Regions from separate parts of the Capsicum annuum genome. Here region 2 is linked to region 1. A link is a contact called in public Hi-C data. All regions are on one chromosome and are shown on one strand. Each heading gives the region's core, a stretch centred on a gene start, on an enhancer-like site or on the middle of the called end of the contact. The rest is flanking DNA. Distances are from core to core; before and after follow the strand shown.

The links. Hi-C and Micro-C count contacts between places; a contact is called where the count stands out from the background.
Region 2: a contact with region 1 is called in a Hi-C map of leaf, with 1.8 times the contacts expected there. The contact joins the promoter of LOC107847344 here to the enhancer-like site in region 1. A contact is called at or near these places in 2 of 5 Hi-C or Micro-C datasets (leaf and placenta).

Annotation. Positions count from the first base shown.
Region 1 is chr1:224,212,276-224,216,714 of UCD10Xv1.1, reverse strand. It overlaps the pseudogene LOC107861272 and LOC107847555. Among protein-coding and RNA genes, the nearest start is that of LOC107847344, 77 kb to the left of the region's middle. Within about 2 kb of position 3,129, at least 2 of the 5 cell types and tissues checked have an H3K27ac peak or open chromatin away from gene starts, as enhancers often do. A contact at or near this core is called in leaf, where this site is marked.
Region 2 is chr1:224,289,969-224,294,999 of UCD10Xv1.1, reverse strand. LOC107847344 (formin-like protein 2) reads right to left here and starts at 3,245. Exons shown (of 4, transcript XM_016691537.2): 1 at 1,911-3,245; 2 at 1,321-1,520. The coding sequence starts at 3,127.

The DNA.
Region 1 (4,439 bases), core at 1,880-4,379:
ATTCAGTATATCAGTAATCTCAGTCATGAAATCATGCTTCAGTTGTGCATGTCCAGTGTTTAAATCTAGTCTATTAGTATTCTCAGCTTAGTCAGTCTCATTCAAGGACGAATGTTCCCAAGAGGGAGATATTGTAAGACCCCGCAAAATTCTAACCTTAATTCGGTCCCTAAAAGCTTGTTAAGGGGTCCCAGACTTAGAAAATTCTAGCTAAGTATTCAGATTTAGTATTATTTTGGCCTTCGTAAGTTGGTAACGCTATTTTACGACCTCTATGACCTTAAAATGTCAATCTTTAGGTTGATTCATGATCAGGAATGTCAGTAGGTGTTCCCGAACGAGTTTTGGATTTTTCAGACCTCGTTTGAACCACGTTTAGGAATCCAAAATAGTGTATCGGCGCGACGCGTCGATCAATTTTTTCCTTGGCTTCCAATGACAATTTTCAGTGAACCGACGTGGACTCGACATGGCGCGTTGGTCATCGCATCAATGCCAACGACACAACACGTTGTCTTGCGCATCAATAGTTTAACTTTCAATCTTTTAAACCCGCGTTTAGAGGGGTAAATAGGTCTTTTCCCACCTTATATCATCCCTTAAAACATATCATTAAACCATCTAAGTGGCAAAATATACCCATTCACTCTAGAATTTATCAAGAACAAACCCTAGTTCATCACATTCAAGATCCAAAACTCAAGGTTTCCACTATTATTCTTCTAGAATTCACCAACTAAGGTATGTGAAGTGTTCATCCAAGGGTTCTTTCCACCCTTGGAGTCCAAGAAACTCTTTTAAACTTCAAGTAGTTGGAATTTATGACTTTCTTGATTGGAATTAAGGTGTATTCATGATTATTATTTGAATTAGATTTCTATTTCATGATTTATTATACGTTTCATGTGGAATTGATTATTATGTGTGTAGATTCGTATGAATCCATGTTAAACCCCTTGAAATTGTGAAATTGAAAGTGAATCATGATGCCCTCTTATTATGTGCATATATTATGCTCACCAAGTGCTTGATGAATTGTTCATGTGAACTAATAAGGGAAAGAAATCATGTCATGCTAGCTTATGTGCAAGTTATACCATGCAAGTGTTTGATAAAATGTCTCTCTAGATACATTATGAACAAGTGTGCATTTTATGCTATGCAAGATCATGTGATGCTTTACTTTTCATGCTATTGAGTCCTGGAGGTATTTAATACCTGACAATTTAGCTGTTTACCTTGAGCCAGTGTCAGATACTGAATAATCTATGTTATGTCACGATCAGTAGTACTCTCAGTCAATTACATGACTCAGGAAAACTCAGTAGACTCTGTATCAGTTCAGTCCAGTCCAGTATTCAATTCAGACCTCAGTAAATTAAGTCAGTTAATAGAATTCATTAGTATTTCGTCAGTCAACGAAACTCAGTTAACTCAGTTCAGTTAGACAGTATAATTAGTAACAGTCCATTTAAGTCTAGTATGAACTAGGAAATCAGTTTAGTGTCTATTCAGATGGGAGTAGGATTCAGCACAGAGTTAACCCAGGGATAGGAGCATTCCTGCCAGCAGAGGGTTTGACCCTTGTAGCAATCCCTGCATTACAGAACTACGTAGCCATTGTAGGTTGAGATATCTTCCTGCCAGATTTATGAGGGTTGATACATCTCATTCGAGTTTTCCTGCCAGCGAGGGTTGATGAAAGAGCTTCCTGTTAGAGAGGGTTAACTCACAGCTTGTCTTTACCCGTGGCACGGTATTGACACCCTTCCAACTGGGGTTACAGGTTGGACCCCAATCAATGTAGAAAGGGGCATGTCGGTTAGATAATTACCTCCTACAGTCTCAGTTTTAGATTCAGTCTCAGAATAGAACTCAATTCAGTTCTACAGATTCAAGACTGTTAGACACAGTCACTCAGCTCAGTACGAAACTCAGTATAGTTCTATAGAATCAGGACTATCAGATACAGTCATTTAGTTATCAGTAATTCAGTATCAGTATACTTAGATATCAGTTAATTAGTATTCAGACTCAGTATTCAATTTTATCACGATCTCAATTACAGTTACGTATTCATACATGTACTCTCATCCAGTTATACTCATGTCATTCAGTCAGTATTATTCATGCATATGAACCCATGTATTTCAGCCTACCAGTACATTCATAGTACTAACACATACTTTTCTCTTGCTCTATGATGTTTTATGTCATAGGTTTAGTCGCACGAGCTCCCGAGCACCCTTAGCAGTTCAGATCTTCAGTAGTCAGAGTTAGTGGTGAGTCCTCATAGTTCGAGGACATAATTATAATTTTACCATTTCAGTTTATTTCAATAGTCGGTGTTAGTAGGGGACTTGTCCCATCAACTCCACATTTCAGACAGTTTAGAAGCTTTTCAGACTAGAGTATTTTCAGACAGATGTTTCAGATTTGGTATTGCTATACCATATTCAGTTTTATTTCAGTATTGAACCTTATGGCAAGTTTTTGCCTAATTTCTGCATATTCACAGTATTATTATTCAGCTATTGCAGCAGGTATCAGTCATGGGTTAGCTTGTGGTTCTTTGGGATTATGAGCACCATGTAGCGTCTGAGGTACCCATGTAGCGTCTGAGGTACAGACTCAGGCCGTTACAATATAATCATTTGAAGATTAACAAAGTGATAGTCATCCGCAATGAATTAAACCTGGTTGTTCCCTACTATGTCAATTTGCAAATGTGCATCATATATCATATGAAGCGAAAAGCAATAACAAACTTTAGGACTGACTGATAAGTTACGTCCCAAGAGTCTAAGTGAACTTATTTTCCACAAGCCCAGACAAACAAGTAGATTGACACAGACAGAAGCGCAAATGCTTGACCAAAACAACAAATAAATGATTATATAAATTCAGATCAGTATATAATTTAAACCATTCCTTAATGATAACTAACATATAACAAATCCACACTTGAAATATAATTTGGTTGAATTTTACGTGGTACTTCAACAAAGATATTTAATATTCAGAAGTATAAATTCTTAATGGCTACTCATCAGAAGTAGAAAAAAAATTCAAGCCATTAAAAGGAAAGCAAGAGAGTCCTTTACAGCCTTCTCACCTTCCCAACCCCCAAACGCGCCCAAATGAAAACGTTTTATCAAACTTTTCATTCCTATATAAAATGAAGTTCATTTCTGCAATTCCCCTAATTTTACTGCAATCTGATCACACTTCTGTTTCCCAACTATACCAGACTGCAAGAACCCCACTGTATTTTTTGAATTCCCCATTTTCAGGTCTCTTAAGCATCTCTTCTTAATTTCAACAGTCAAGTCGACTTTAGCTCTTACTAATAAACATCCAATTAATATCATGTTATCAAACACTCCAAGCTTAGAAACTCTTACACCCCACATTTACCCCTCCCCACAAACTTTCCAACATCAACAACCCAGTGTGTCCTACAAAATAAGATCTTGGAAGGTAGAGATGTTGCTTCCAACAGACCCTCGCTCATGGATAATAACAAACAAATAGTAACAAAACATGAACTATCACAAATCTATACAACCAAACCAAGAAACCCCCTACATACACCCAAAAAATTAATCAAGAAAACACCAAAAACAAACCAAATTCAAGAATCACCAAGTGGGTATCAAATCATTTCACTAATTAAACATCAAATAAAGAGAGATTACACAATGGACATCGGTGAAGTACGAAGAGAGGATAACTAGGAAAGTGATAGCAGACCAAAAAAAAGCACCAAGAGCAATAGCATGAGCTCTATTATAACGAGGAGAATGACACATAGCCAACAAGTAACAAATGCATTGAACCAATGATCTTAAGTGAACCAATACCGGTAGCATCAGTATGTAAATCCTTGCCAATTTCTTTATAAACACCAAGTAACAATGTCTCATCACCTTTCTCTATTATACAAACAACATTCACCAATACTTCAACTGCAATTTCTCGCATCAATTGAAGCTCCATCTCCTTTGTAGGTGGCTCAGACTTTAGCTTTTTAACAAACTGTCGAGAATGAAACAAATATGTTTAAGAGTGGGAAAAAGAGTTTCATATGAAATAAGTTTATGTATGAGTATTATATATTACTGAAAACGATAAGTAACCTATTCATTCATAAAACATTCAAGGGAATTTACATATCTCTCAGTGAATGTAGCTCACAATTCACGTAATTCTGACAATTACATATTGTAACTAAATAACATTCTACATAAATTTCAAGAAAAAAATATTAACGTGTTGAAAGATACTCTAAACATATAGCTATAGTTCTATTAATTATATGATCTTTATATTAGCACATTTGATTGAAAACTTATTATTCAATTTCTTTACAGTATCATTTTAACAACATTTTATTGGTTTGCAGCTTGGTTTTGAAAAAAAATGTACCTATCATGTTA
Region 2 (5,031 bases), core at 1,996-4,495, 78 kb before region 1:
AGTAATAACCTTAAGAAGTTAAAAAGACAGCCTGGAGCTCTAAAATTTTCTCTATGCACGAAATTTAAAAAAGGGCCAAACCACAAGTTGTACTTTCAAAAATATAGTAATAGTCCCAATGACTCTAAGATGTGCAATTCCTTTTAAAAAAACAACTCTAAGATGTGCAATTGAATTAGAGCAACAACAACTCTAACATTAGTTTCTGTTTCTTTTTGTTGCCAGTATGAAATCCAACAATCATAAGTTAAGAGCAAATAAGTATTTTCCAGTATCTTCAAACAAGTCCTAGTTATAGTGCTGGAGTGAAGTCAAAGACATTCGAGAGATTGAACTTTAAAGTAACATATTCGTTTTCACTCTATTAACGTGATTATTAGGAGAAATTATTCTCAAATGATTAGGATTAATTGGCTTCTTCAACAAATATGACTTCCATCGAAAAAAAGAGTGAATAAATATAGAAGTTTGAGAATATATATTGTTTCTCTTTCCTTTAATTTTTAAAGACTAGATAATAGTAAAATAAAGAAAAGAAAATGGGGTGGAATTATTTTATTGGCGCGCATGTATGTAATTAATTTATTATAATTGCGTTTTTTTGTCTAGTTCAGCATAAAAGGTGAAAATAATTATGGAAATTTTTTTTTTTTTTTTTAGAAAGGTAATAGGACCTTCTTAACGGAAAGGTGTGCAATTGAAAAAATTATGATAGACTAGGAGGATAGTTATGCATTTTGTCAAAAGTTTAGGAGGGTAATGAACCTTCTTAAAGGAAGAGTGTGTAATTAAAAATATCATAATAGGATAGAGAGATAATTATGCATTTTGCCAAAGGAAAAAACCGTATATAGAGAGAATTTAGAATTGACGAGAAGGTAAATAGATTACTTACTTGATTTCGTTATTTACTTATTCATCCGTACAATCTTTACCAAGTTTCAAAAAATGTTAAAAGAGTTTACAATCTTATAATAGTTCCACACATGCACACACATATATGTATGTATGTATAGATAGTACTACATCTTTTTTAGGGGGCGGGGGGTCTTTAATATATGAGGAGTGAGAACCTGAGGCAATGGCTTCCCTTGCCTTACCTTAAAGCCGGCCCCTAGGCAGAGAATGGGACCATAAAATCCTGTTCCTTAGCTTCTCCAAGAAAAATATACCATGTAAGGCTTTCTTTCCATTTTTTTCATTTAATGGAAAAGTCATCATAATTTGAATAGGCTATCTGATTAAGTGCAATATAATTAGAGTTTAAAAATATTAATAGCATTCTTAAAAATGTTTAAAAGCAAGAATCCAACAGTTTACCTTCTAACAGTGCTTCACAAACTTCATCATTAGTGATCTCAACTGCTCTCAACAAAATTGCTATGTTCTGAGACTTCTTTAGGTCAAGCAACTGCTTCTCTCGATTCATCACAGGAATAATTGAACGTTTTACCCCTTCTTTCGAATTCAAATTTGGAGCATTTACAGTGAATAGTGTTTCAAACATCTCCTCATTTAACCTAGAATAAAGAAAAGAATTACAATCAGAAAACGTTTTTTTGATCTCGATTAGGAAATATGTATCAATGTACTAAAATCTATTGACAACAAGGATATACTCAATGTTAAGCTATTAAAACGTTTAGAAGATCAAACAAGTTCATTTTAGTACTAATATCTCTAAATAAAAAGATATACTGGCAAAGCGGGCTGAGCTAGAGTGTCAGCTGCGGGTTCGACTGAACCTAGTAACGTTGATTCAAATCTTGTATTTGTCTTAAAATCCATTAATCTCGTATAGATTATTAACGTATAACCCATAAACTTGAATACATTAGATTTCAGAACTCATAAGTCGATCCTGGCTTCGCCATTATATAAATACTTAGAATGATAAACATAAATCTTACTGAAAAGAGCTAGATTTCAGTTGATCCCAAACCATTGCTCTATCTGAGCTGGCCCTAACTTTATCCCAATGAAGAGGCTTCAGCTTTGGCTTCATACATTCTTCATTCCTCCTTTCAACACCTTCTGAATATTCACAAATGTCATGAGCACTCTCTAATGAAACGGGCATTGATGGCTCACCTACTTGAGGTGGCAGTGGTGGCGGCGGTGGCTGTCTTATATACCTCCCAGGATTTACGAATTTACTCATAGTAGACTCGGGATTCTGCGGAAGGGAACTTGTTTGAGAAGCAGGGGAATTATGAGTACTACCAGAAGATAGTGAAGATGATGACATTGACCTCTGTTCCATTGGCCGAAGAATAAACCTCGGTCGTGCTGGAAAATTTACCATACTCAATTCTCTAGAAGGACTATTGGATAATGAATCATTTGACGAATTGGAATTCAGATAATGATATTGCAAACTTCTTTGTATGAAATTGGGACTTCGTCTACCCCCAGAGGAGGATCCTCCGGGGGAGAAGAATTCATCATCTTCATTTTCAAATGGTCCAATTTTAAGATGTTGCTTGAAATATTGACGTCGTGGTAATGGAGGAAGCGGGTGGAGTTCTGGTGATCCAATTCTTTGGTAGTTTAGTTGGAAACAGTCATTTGTGGCTGTAGAAGATTGAGCAACATCCGTATTTACTTCTCTACAACTCATAAACGTAGACGTTCTCTTGACAATTTCAATGTGAGAAGGGGTTGTATTAGGCGAGACAAGACGAAGTGTATCAGTTCTCTCGTGATCATCATCATAACTTTTGTCTTTGTGGAGGGGATGGTGATGATGAAGGAAGAAGAAAAGAACTAGGGCAGTGACGAATGCAGCAGAGAGGATAGAAACAGATACGAGGACGACAATGAATTTGCTGGTGATTGATTTATTAGAGGAATGCGAGGAGCGTGGAAGAATGAGGGAGGAAATGTTAGCAGGGAAAGTGGCGAAATCATTCGAAGGTGGTGGAGAAGGAGGAGGAGGAGAAGGAAAAAATATGAAAAATGGATGAAAAGGAGGAGAAGGAAATGGAGGTTTAGTTTTATTAACGGGTGGGATTGAAGTTGGAGGAAGCGGTTGATGGAGAATCCGACGATGGTGGTGAATATGAGTGGCAGAGGAGAGAAGGAAGAAGGTTAAGATTAGACAAAGACTAAACAATGAAGAGTGCATTGTCAGTTGTGATTTGTTAATGGAAAATTTTCATTGAAATGTCTCTTAAACTATCACACAGAATGGAGATGGAATGACTCTTCATAACAGTGGGACTCACTATTAATTACATAGGCAGACACAAGGGAATGTAACTATAAGTGCCATGCTCTTTTATGAAATGGCAATTGTAGTAAGTAAGGTAGTTGGGGTGTGTTATTGGATGATGTTGCTTGTAGGGAAGCTTTGTTAAGAGTTGAAGTTGAGAGGTTTTCGATTTGAGCCTAAGAATGGAGAAATTCTTGGTAAGGAAATTTTTCTTTATGATGCATCCTAGCTGGGAACTTGAATCAGTTGGTCAAGTGGATTTCACATACTGGATGTTTCACAGAGGCGGATGCAGTGTGTTCGTTGTGGGTTCGTCCAAACCCAATAACTGTGGCTCAGGCCATGTATATATGCTTAAAAATTAGCTAAAGAAGTATAAACATAGATTTCGAACCCACTAAATCAAATGAGTTGCGGCAGAATTCCAAATTCGAACCTACTCACAATCCAGGGTTCTTATGTGCAAGCGTACATTTCTATGTAGAGAGACAACTACTTCAAGTCGAGTCTTTGTCATATGAGAGTCCGCAGCACTGTTCTTGCTTGCTCATCAACTGGAATTTTCTGTATATTTGATTACTTTTCAACATGCACACAAGGAGTGAGATAAACGATGTTAAAGAACAGGACATGAATGAGAAGAGAATGTTGTTGCACACAATTTGGAAGAAAAGATCGGATAATATTGACAAGAATAACACTATTACCTCTAGTCCAATATAATCGAATTATTGGAGTGTAACACTGTAACACCCTAAAGAAATATATTTAAAGACATTAATCAACGAATAATTTGTTAATATTTTCCTTTTGATTCTTTCCAAACTCTTCTTAAAAGTAAAGATAGTCAATATTCATAATTTAAAAGTAGTTGAAAACTCCAATAAAAGAAGGACAATTTCTGGGAAAAAAAAAAATTCATACATTCTTAAATTTTGAAAAATCTATAGTCCAGGCATTTCCCCCTCTTTCATCAACATTAAAAGTGCTTTGTCCCGCCTATCAGAACCGCTTCCATCATTCATCTTAGACCATGAGAAAAGTGTTAATAATTCATTTATATTGGATTAGCGAGAGTGTCAACAACGAGAAAAACTCCACCAATGGAAGCAACTTTAGTATTGAGTTTGCTCCCCTTAAAAAATGAAGAAAATGTAATCAAGATGCTTTGCAAGTCAATAAGGTTGTCGATACGACTTACGAGTAATGTTAGCAACAACTATTCGAGGAATTGGATTAATCAATGATGGAGAAAGATGGGAAAGAGAGAATGATGAACGTACAATAAAGATTAATAGAACAAAGGCCTCATTTGGTCATTTTAAGAGTGAAACAGTTTGAATTTAAATACATATATATATCTATCTGAATACGTATTTGAATATTAAGGATGTGTTAAGATCTTAATACTAAATAATTAAAGCGGTTTGGCTTTCAATATCTTAATGTACATAAATAAAAATTAATAAATGTTACATAAATAAAATATTTTGAAAAAATTATATATATAAATAAAATATTTTGAAAAAATTATATGATGATTGACTGATGATGGTGGTTGTGGATGGCATTGCCTAATGTTGGTGTTATGGGTAGTAATTAGTGGTGAGGGTGGTTGCCACCAATAATTGCTGGCAACTGATAGTTATGGTGGATGATAGTAATAGCTAATGAATGTTGTGTTTGCAAAGACTTCGCTTAAATGAACCCTTGCGATCGCGAGCCTCAATTGGGTTACCAACAAGTGTTTTTGGTTCAAACTTGTTTTGAATCCTCAAACCTTTTAGGTCTCAACCCAAACCATACCTATTAAGTTA